2 separate regions of the Cyprinus carpio genome follow, and region 2 is linked to region 1. Evidence: chromatin contacts called from public Hi-C data. All regions are on one chromosome and are shown on one strand. The core of a region is the stretch at or near the end of the contact, and the rest is flanking DNA. Distances in the headings are between cores, read along the strand shown.

What was found. A called contact is a pair of places that touch in the nucleus more often than the background predicts.
Region 2: a Hi-C map of skeletal muscle shows a contact between it and region 1, with 4 times the contacts expected there. The contact joins the promoter of LOC109054384 here to the enhancer-like site in region 1. A contact is called at or near these places in 5 of 8 Hi-C or Micro-C datasets (liver and skeletal muscle).

Annotation. Positions count from the first base shown.
Region 1 is chrB18:14,941,852-14,947,047 of ASM1834038v1, forward strand. LOC109110521 (chromodomain-helicase-DNA-binding protein 2) reads left to right here. Exons shown (of 36, transcript XM_042743975.1): 33 at 1-40; 34 at 117-312; 35 at 1,593-1,836; 36 at 1,952-3,812. The coding sequence ends at 2,252. Among protein-coding and RNA genes, the nearest start is that of LOC109110521, 30 kb to the left of the region's middle. Within about 2 kb of position 2,475, at least 1 of the 8 cell types and tissues checked has an H3K27ac peak or open chromatin away from gene starts, as enhancers often do. A contact at or near this core is called in skeletal muscle, where this site is marked.
Region 2 is chrB18:15,102,830-15,108,025 of ASM1834038v1, forward strand. LOC109054384 (lysM and putative peptidoglycan-binding domain-containing protein 4) reads right to left here and starts at 2,667. Exons shown (of 3, transcript XM_019071656.2): 1 at 2,536-2,667; 2 at 627-916; 3 at 1-414. The coding sequence starts at 896.

The DNA.
Region 1 (5,196 bases), core at 1,225-3,724:
GTATAAGATGGCTCAAAAGAAGCGCTCCCAGGAAGAAGAGGTAAGCATCTTAAATTCACAGTTCTCAATGACATTGTTCTCCTCGTGTACCACTTACTCACTTGATCCTTTTACAGAAAGAGCAAAAGAAGAAAGATGATCCTGCCAAGAAAAAACCCTTCAGACCAGAACCGTCTGGATCTAGTCGGGACTCTGCAGGAACCCCGCATGCACCCAAACCCCATCCTCCAGTCAACCATCTGCCTGGACCTCCCCCTCACGCCCACCACAGAGAGTACAACCAGCCCAATAAAAGGCACTTTCCTAATGACGGTGAGAGATGCAACAGTCCATCAAGTGTCACCGTTTTGGGGTCCAAACGCTCTTTTAGATCAGGAAAAACACACAGCTTATTGCATTCACATTGTGCTGTAGTACTATTAAACCAGGACCCTATGATTTCCGTGATGTTGAAAACACAGAATCAAGTTATAAATATGGAATCTACTGTATAACATGAAATGTCACGGAATTTGTCAAATTTTGGATGGATGAATCAAAAGTAAGTCAGTACAATTAAATCAAAACACGATATGGATTAGTGTCTGTGAATATTAAGCTGCAAAAAGACTATTTAGATATGAATCCTGCATGTTCTGCATGTCCCTGTGAATGAACGACGTAGACACGTGGTTTCATTTACTACACAGTGTTTTCAGCCTCTGCTGTCTCAATATGAGTACATGAACACATGCTCTGAGAGCCAATTCATGAGGATTTTACCATTTCTTTTGAGGGAAAACTATAGTCATATAATATACAATCAGAAACTTGAAGGTCTTCATAGCAACCAGTCAAAATAAAAGTTTGATTAACTTGAAGAAACTGTGACAAATGTATTACTTAATGTAATGATAGTATCACTACTAGTAATAGGAATTAAACATATTTTTTAAGGAATATTTACCATGAAAAAATTTTCACCAGAATTTATTTAGCAGAAAAATGTAAATACACAACACATTATTTCTGGAAAAAAAAAAAGAAAAAGAAAGAAAATAATAATATTTTTTTTTATATCTAAAATCAATTAATTAGAGATGCTTTTGATTATTACAATTTAATGTAAACATAAAATAGTTTCCAGAAAAATAATAGACAATAGTATTTTGTAAAAAAAAAAAAAAATAGAACTGAATTTAAAAAAAAATCATAGGGCCTTAAATATGTAATTTTTGTTAAACTAATAATAAATTGTGTAGGTTTCATGAATTCAATTAATTAGACATGCTTTTTGAATAATAACATTGTAATTTATTTAATTTACTTAATTTATTTCATTATTTAATTTAATTTAAATTAATTTACTAATTAAATTTTTATTTTTTAATAGATTTCATAGGGCCCTACTAACCGAATAGTGCTCATAAATGACTTCTGAGAAAGTATTCTCATTTAAAATGGAGTAGAGGCTTGGACCCAGAAACCGTATAGCTACATCACATAGCTACTATTATTCTGGTTTGGATATCAGATATTTTTTGTACAGTCATAAATGATGTCATTTACAATTTCATTTGGTCTCATTTGGTACCTTGTGCATCTTTTAACAGATAGGGGAGACTGGCAAAGAGACCGCAAGTACAGCTACCCAGGTAACAGCAATCAGTCCTGGCAAGGGGATCGGCATCACCCGTATGACACTCACAGGTACAAGGACCATCATTACGGTGACCGTCGTCCTCATGGTGACTATCGCAGCTCAGGAGGTTACCGCAACAGCGGATCCCCTCGCAAACGACCCTATGAGTATGGTAATGATAGAGATCATCGTGGCCATAGAGACTATTATGACAGGTGAGTAAGAGTAGCTTTTTATTAAATCTGTTAACGTTTACAACCCATCCTCATACCCAAAACTGTGTTGTTGTGTGTAGAGCTGTAGGACTAAAATTTAGCTTTTTGTTTTCAGACATCCAGACCCTAAGAGAAGGCGTTCCGATGAATACCGCTCCCCGAACTATCACCCAGGTGGAGGAGGGCATCCACAGGACTTCAGAAGGATGCCGGACCACAGGGGACCCCCTGGAAACCATGGCCCCATGGGGCCCGATCACTACCGCCCCTTCCACCCTGACAAACCCCCACCCCTGCTTGACCCCCGTTCACCTCAGTCTCAGAAATCCCCCCTTGAGCCCATCTCACCTGCTATGGAAAGAACTGCAGAGCAGAAACCTGTGACGGACTTTAATTGGAACAACAGGAAGACGTGAGGTGAATACTTGGTTAGTGCAGGGACGGTCTGTACTGCCAAAGGATGTGTCAGAAAGGCCACCTTAGGCAATAAATGGAGCTTCCACCAAGCTCCTCTTTATCGCCACTGTGTCCTCCGCTCTCTTCTAGGTTTCACAACCAGGTTAAGTCAGCCATTTTGGACTGAGGAGACAGAACAAAGCATGGTTAGTCCTATGGACTATGATTGAACTTGATGAAGTGTTGAAGTATGCCTAAGTTAGAAAGTGCCTCATGTATTTGGTCTTTGTTGAGAGACATTAGCAGAAAGGGAATATCCCCAAAGCGAACTTTTCTTTGATGTTCATGTCTTTTTGCTTTCGTGTTATTTTGGTTTGTGCAAAAAATGATTTTTTTCATGAAAGTAGCCTTTGTGGGAGGAGAAAAAAGGAATCGTTTTAATTGCACCTTCAGATGTTGATTCATAATTTTGTTGAGCTCTTCGAAACTGTCGCTTTTGCTTTCTGAAATGCCCAGACCCCTGTGATCGTACGTCATTTTGAGGAAAGAAAATCAAGTAATTACATGTACATTTTTGTCTTTTGTCTTGTGTGATGAGCAACAATTACTGGAATTGTTTTTCTCGAATTATCGAGTCCGCGAAATGCGTCTTTGCTATTGCAGACCCGCCACTTGTTAATATTGCCCTGTTGGAGGACAGTAGCCTTGTTTTAAAAACAAAGAAGGAAAAAAAAGGCTAAACAGTATTCAGGGTCTATGAAGACCTTGTCAGAACACTAGATAATCATAACACGTAAGCTATCTTTGTTTTTATTTTCTTATATCTGCAACACTTGGCACCACTTAAGTCCACTTTATGGTCAGTGCTTGTACTGTTGCATCTTTTTATTGCACTAAAAGGACAGTACTTGCTCGATTTTGAGTATGTAGTAATGGTAGACGTTATCCGAATCTGATTTTCATGTTTTGTTGAGTTGTTTTCTCAGTATAAGTGTGCTGAAATGCTGATACCGTTGACCTTTAAGTGGAAATGTGAGTACTGTATGAATGGACAGAGTGGGTGGGGGTTAAGCTATTTTTGGTGAACCAGATTTTGTGCCAAAACGTTGACAGACTGGCATGCTGGTAGATACTGTTCATTGATTGTTTATTTGATGTGTTTTTCCATCTGTGCCTTATTCTTGTGTAGATTCAAACACCGGATTGGTATAAGGATGTTAAGCGGTCGGAAATGATGCAGTATTATGCTGTTGTGTACAATTTCAAAACGTTTGCCAGAATGGAATTTTAACTGAGTGCATGTAAAGCCAGCTCTGGTGAGTGGGGAACAATGTGGTGTGCTCAATTCCAAAATATCATGGTGGCAGGACTAGGAGAGCAGGTGAGCTGGTGAAATATGGAATACTGAACATGTGCTACTTTCCCACCCAAGCTCCTGCTCACACTCCACGGACATGTTAAGCTTTGAAACAAGCCAATTTAAAGTAATTTATATTTGTGAAAAGCCACTGTTCAGATTAATTGTACTGTACATATGTTTATATACCTATATGTATTAAACTTTCCTACATCATGGACAATCTGCTTTTGTTATTCAGTGATAATTAAAACTAATTGCAGTTTTTATAACTAGTTTTATGCAACCTATGTCAACTGCAGTCTTCATGCAGTTTCAACAAGTTGACCAACTTGGATTTATTTTATTTATTTTCATTCATTTCCATTAATTTAAGGTGATATTTAGGAAGAATCCTCGAAATTATCAAATGTAAGAAAAAAAAAAAAACGTTTAATTGGTCCGGATGTTCGCGCTCCTGTCTTCATCACGTGCACTGGGAGTCTGAGAGGAATGGCGCGAATTGCTAAGGTGAGACTCTTCCTTAACTCCATATTGTATATTTTATATTGTTTTCAACAGGCTTTAACATTAATAACAGATTTAAGTGATTAAAATGATAAGGGAATAATACACTCCTGAACAAATTCTTTAAACCGGGGGGAACATTACAAGTATTTGCATTTTGCAATGGTGGATTGTAACCAGGTTGTAAGTAACGTCTTCAAAAGCCACGTCTCCTCCAAACTCACAAACTTGCCCGAATTTAATAGGGAGCACCAAACATGTGACATTGAAAGGTGGAAGAAAGTTTTATTCTCTGACGAGAAAGAAAATTAACCTGGACGGTCGTGATGGCTTACTGGCATGACAAAAGATCCCACTGGAGATGTTTTCTATGCAGCACAGTGGAGGAGGCTCCATCATGATCTAAGGTGCTTTTTCCTTCAATGGGAAAATAGAGCTTCAGGTTGTGCAGGGGCGTCAAACTTGACTTTTTTTTTTGTCCCATAACTCAGAATCTTTTAAGAGGTCTTATTGCGTCCAACCTCGGCAGCGATGGCGCGTTCCTGCCACGTTCAAAGACAGAAAAGCCCTTTTGCCTTTGCCATCAGGAGATCATGACAGTGTGACTGCCTGAAGGACAATGACATGAAAGACATATTTTTGCACAGGTTTAAACTTTTTAAGGCTATGGTCTTAAATTTTTGATCAGCTGATGAACAGCCTGTTGGAGTTTAAATGCAGATTTCAATAAATTGCCTATTCGCTTTTTGTCTCTTGCTCCTGTTTCTTCTTTTGGCATTTTGTGGAATTATTTTCAGTATTTTTTCGATCCACCAGTGCAAAATGCAAATAGCCTAGTTGTAATGTTCTGTTCAGGAATGTACTGTTATTGCTGGTAACGTTCGTCAGCTATAACCTACATGAAACACGTGTTTTAGAATCATAATGACGAATTGGTTAAGAAACATGTTAGAAAAACATTTAAATATTTTTGCTCAGTCTTTTTGTTTATAATTGTTGAATGTTTATAATAAGTGGGGAAAGCACATTTGACTAGAATATTTGCTGTTAATAGAGCAAAAGTTATAATATGGCTCGAACACTGTAATGTACAATGTTCT
Region 2 (5,196 bases), core at 1,417-3,916, 160 kb after region 1:
TATTGGCAGGACAATGCCAATGAGCAACATGGCAATTACAGCGTTCCACCACTGGATCCCCCAGTCTGCACCGTAGCTGCGCAAACGCTGGCTTCTCCACCCCCATCGTTTGGACACCCTGGAACCGCTGGAAAAGAGCTCTTCTGAGGGGTCCGTGCTTTTGATCAGTCGCTCGATGTCACTGTCCACCTCTTTTAGGTAATTGGTGTACTCCTGCACCTGAGGTCTTCCCGAGACGTTTGCTTCAGCGCTGTCTGATGATGCTACATCATTGGAGGGTCTTTGCTGGGGGTCCCTGAGCTCAGAGTTGGCCTCGGTTAGCAAGCCATGCTTCTTTACAGGGATTTTGATAGACTTCAGTGCATACATGTCCTGCTCTTGAAAAAGGTTGTTCACCCGTTTTATGTCAGCCACCTGGAAGCCATAGAAAGGGATGATTTTTAAAGGAAATGTTCACCATAAAATGAACTCATCCTTAAAATGTACTCATACATTTAGCATTAAACAAACTCATCTACTTCTTGGATGGCCTGAGGGTGAATAAATTTGAATCAAATTTTCTTTTTTGGGTGATCTATTCCTTTAAGGGCCTAAATGAGAATGAGCTACACTAACAAAGATGATACCTTGCATCCATACTGAAGGGCCAGTTTGTTGAGATTGTCCTCATGTGAGATGTCCCGTTCCATCAACAGCATTTCTCCCACTCTTTCTCTCTCCTGTGAGGACGAGTCTCTGCTTCGTGGCCGGAGCTCCATGACATTGAGTTCCTCATCCTCAGATGACACTTCTGGTTCTTCTTGTCTGTGTCTGAACATGTACACTTGGCCATCCGCACTGGCATGTACATCCACTGGAGCCTGAAAGGCTCGAGGGAGAGGATCTCCTCGCCTCATCACTGCAACTAGACCAATATCTAGAAGAATAAGTAGTAAGGCCAGTTCAGTTTGCATATACAGTACATTCATTTTCAAAGTTTTAGGGTAAGCATTTTTTTTTTAAAGGAATTAAAATTTTTTAATGAAGAAAAGATTAATTAAAATGTGACAGTAATTGTTACAAAACATTTTCATTTCAATTAAATGCTGTTCTTTTGAACTTTCTATTTATCAAATAAAACAAAAATTAAGCAGCACAACTGTTTTTAACACAAAATATTTCTTGAGCACCGAATCATTTATAAAAATGGTTTCTGAAGTATCATGACACTGAAGACTGAAGTATTGGCTGCTAAAAGAAAAAAACACAGAACTAGGCTAAATCTAAACTATAAATAATATAATAATAAATAAGTTAATATAATATAATAAATTAGTTCAACAGTTTTAACAATAATAATATTTCACACTATTACGTGTTTTTTTTTTTTTTTTTGATCAAATTTTGGTGCAATTTTTTTTTAAATGTCCCTAAACTTTGAACGGTAGCGTTCATCAACTTTGAGCACTTCTATGACTTAGGAGTTGATTTATATTATAAACACATGCATTTTTATTTTAATTTATTTACTGTTTATTTGTTATATAACATTCAAACTTTATTGGAAACATTATCCATACCTTCATGAATTATATTTCCATACTTTTCAAATGTATTGTAACATTTTAAACTTTTACCAGAAAAAAAAGAAGAAAAAGAAACAGGTGATTATCACTTGTAAAAATAATACTTTTGTTGCACACAATGTGCAATCAAACAGAAATGATGTTAGATTATGCAAAATATGTAAAAATATTATTTAAGTGTGAATATTTTTTAAGTGTGAATATTTATGATACATAAAATTCTAGCTATAAAATGAGCCTTATAAAGATAAAGGGGTTGCATTTTATTAATGTTTACATTATTATTTCCAATAAAAAATGCTATTAAACACAAATTTTAAGATGTATTAAACTGTGGGAATGTCGATTGTGGGACTGTCAAAAAACATGTTCTTCTGTGTTGCGCTGTTAGAAATTGGTATTAACTAAAATATATAACGTATTTAGGGTGTGAATTTTTATTTAGGGTCTTTTAAGATTATTTATTTTCTACAGGACCAAAAGTGCCCATAGTAAAAAAAATAAAAAAAAATAAAATCTTACATATTACACTTTGACAACTATTGTAATAAAAAGTTTGTAACTACAGTAAGAAACATACTGCAGAATGTAAACAACACGAAACAATGCATCATTGTTCATAAGCATACATCTACTGGATTGTGAGATTGTGGCGAGCACTACCTCAGGAAAAAATCAGAGCTGGAAAGTGACTGTCTGGAGCTGAAACAACAGCGGATCAGAACACCGTTACATGAACTGACACTGACTGAAAAGATTTCCCCCCAAAACTGCACAAAACACAAGACAAAAAATCAACAAAATATACCTTACATTTGTTAAGAAAAAATGGAGTATGTGTACAGTAGCTAAACGCTTATAAAGGTTACAGTAGCCGACACTCGTAACGTTAAGCTAATTCTATACTATACTCATCTCCGCTTTTTCAATAACTTTCCCAATTCTTGAGTTGAATCTGAATAATACTCACCTTTCTAGATAAAAACAGCTACATGGTGCTGACAAAAATATCCCCAAGTGTCATTTTAGAAACTTCATAACGCAACCGAGCGTGCTGGTGTTGGCAAGAAAGCCACTGTAGATTGACAGGTCCTCCAGCCAATCAGCTCGTTGAAGAAGGCGAATCCTCTATAGTAGATTACGCTGCTATTACATAAGTGGTTGCGTTTCCGATATTTATTATTATTATTATTATTGTAAATAATATTTAACGTCTTTATTTCGAAATCAAAATCTGGTGTCAGGCGTTCAATTAAAATGGTGAAGTGGCATGGTACATTACCCGTGGCTTATGTTTCCCCAAGACTATAAAGTTTCTCTCTGTTAAGTGTGGTTGAGAACACGGGCGCCTCTTACGTGTCACGGCAGGATGTGAATGTGTGTAGTTGAAACACTCGTGCCTATAGCTCATGAGCAGGTGTGGAAATTAATTCATTTTCTAAACAATTGTTACTACCTATAATCATAACAAATTAATATTGTATCTCCTTTAAAATCAATATTTCTTTCTTTCTTTCTTTCTTTCTTGCATTCTTTCTTTCTTTCTTTCTTGCATTCTTTCTTTCTTTCTTTCTTTCTTTTTCTTTCTTTGTGGAAAGGTTAATTTTATATATATATATATATATATATATATATATATATATATATATATATATATATATATATATATATATATATATATATATATATATATATATTTTTTTTTTTTTTGTTTTTTTTTTTTTTTTTTTTCAGGAGTCTTTGATGAATAGAAAGTTTTGAAATATTTTGTGATCAAAGAAACTAAATGTAGGCCCATTCAATGCCACATTTGAACAATTTAATGCATCATTGTTAAATAAATTTAATTTCTTTATAGCCTATACTGTAAAAGATAAAATGATAGTCACACACAAATCTTTCAATATTCAGTATACTCCAATCTTTCAAAATTCTTCTGACCATATCTGAACAAATCTGAAATCTGAAAATTCAAAAGAAGTAACAACAGCAGATGTGGGTTATTGTGTTGCATTGCTTCCGTGCTGATATTCAAACAAGTCACTTGAGGTCGGAAACATGAAGCTGTGGGTAAAGCAGGGGTGTCAAACTCAGTTCCTGGAGGGCCGGAGCCCTGCAGAGTTTAGTTCTAGCCCTGCTCCCACACACATACCATGTAGTTTTCAAATAAGTCTGAGGGACTTGATTAGTTGGATCATGCCGTAACTGAGCCGTAAGTGCCAAAAGTGGCCCAGATTAGGTCCAAATCTGTCTGCTATCTGGGTCTGACCAAAATGTGAGCTGATCATGAAGAGGTCGAATCACATGGTTTTGAAAATCTGAAATATTTCAAAAAGGCCATACAGGTTTGGAATGAACTGAGGGTGATTAAATTATGACTGAATTTTCGTTTTGGGTCAACTACTTTTAATAGGCTTAAGGAGATTATAGCCTCCATAAATGCATAATTCTATATATTTATATATATATATATATATATATATATATATATATATATATATATATATATATATATATATATATATATATATATATATATACTACCAGTCAAAAGTTTTTGAACAGTAAGACTTTTAATGTTTTTATTTATTTATTTATTTATTTGTTTGCTTTAAGACATCTATCTCTGTGTATCTCGGGTAATCTGTGTATATACTGATTACCAAATGTGCTGACAGTCCCCAAAGGATCTTTTCTGTCAGTCTACTTAGCAGCACTTCTCAGTTAGACCTCAAGATGTCGCTATGTATCTGCAGTAGTTTCAAAACAATTTGCTCAAGGATGGTTTGCAGTAAAGCGTTGTAAACCTCTGTTTGCCAAAGGTCCATGTCCCTCATTCACGTTCTTTGTCAGAATATTCTTTGTCAGCATCAGAGGAACTTGTCTGCTCCAGTCCAGGAGTCAATTACTATAGCAGGGCTGTGTCAGGTGCTTCAGGTCACCTGCTAAAGCACAGGTCAACGCTCAGGCTCAGCAGTCCATGATGGAGGACACGAGCCTGCCGTAGTTGATCCACATTTGGACACTGATGTTGGTAGCCCTGGGACATTTGTCAGTACTCTCTAAGCTTGACTAGAAGGGTTTGATTGAGCAGATAATGCCTTCTGCTTGCCATTATGGGGTCAGATATAACAGCAAGTTACACACACATATATTTGTGTGTGTTTGTGTGCGTGTGTTTTGACACTGTTCTTGTGCTGTGTGAAAAAAAGGTGATCTTTTCAAATCCAATTTTGGCCATTGTCATATATGGTACAGGATTTGATACATGATCACAAATCTGAATTATTTTTCCAATTAATTTTCATTTTAGTGTTAATTAACATCACACATTACAGTGTAGGAGCAAATGCTTGTCATCATTCAATGCACACTTTGCTTTACCAGCCAAAATTATAGCAAATTAACGAGGCAACAGAAAACACACTAAAAATAACTCATGTAATTGATTTTTGGAAGAAGCTTCAATTGAGAACACAGGAATGTATTGTAGTCAAATTAATCTGTTAGTCTTGTAATATGTAATTTAACTTATTACACAACATGCAAGTTCGCATATTTGACATTGTTTGCTGTTGTTTGGATACATTTTTTTGTAAATATGCAGGTCATTTCAGGTCAAAGAGCAGAA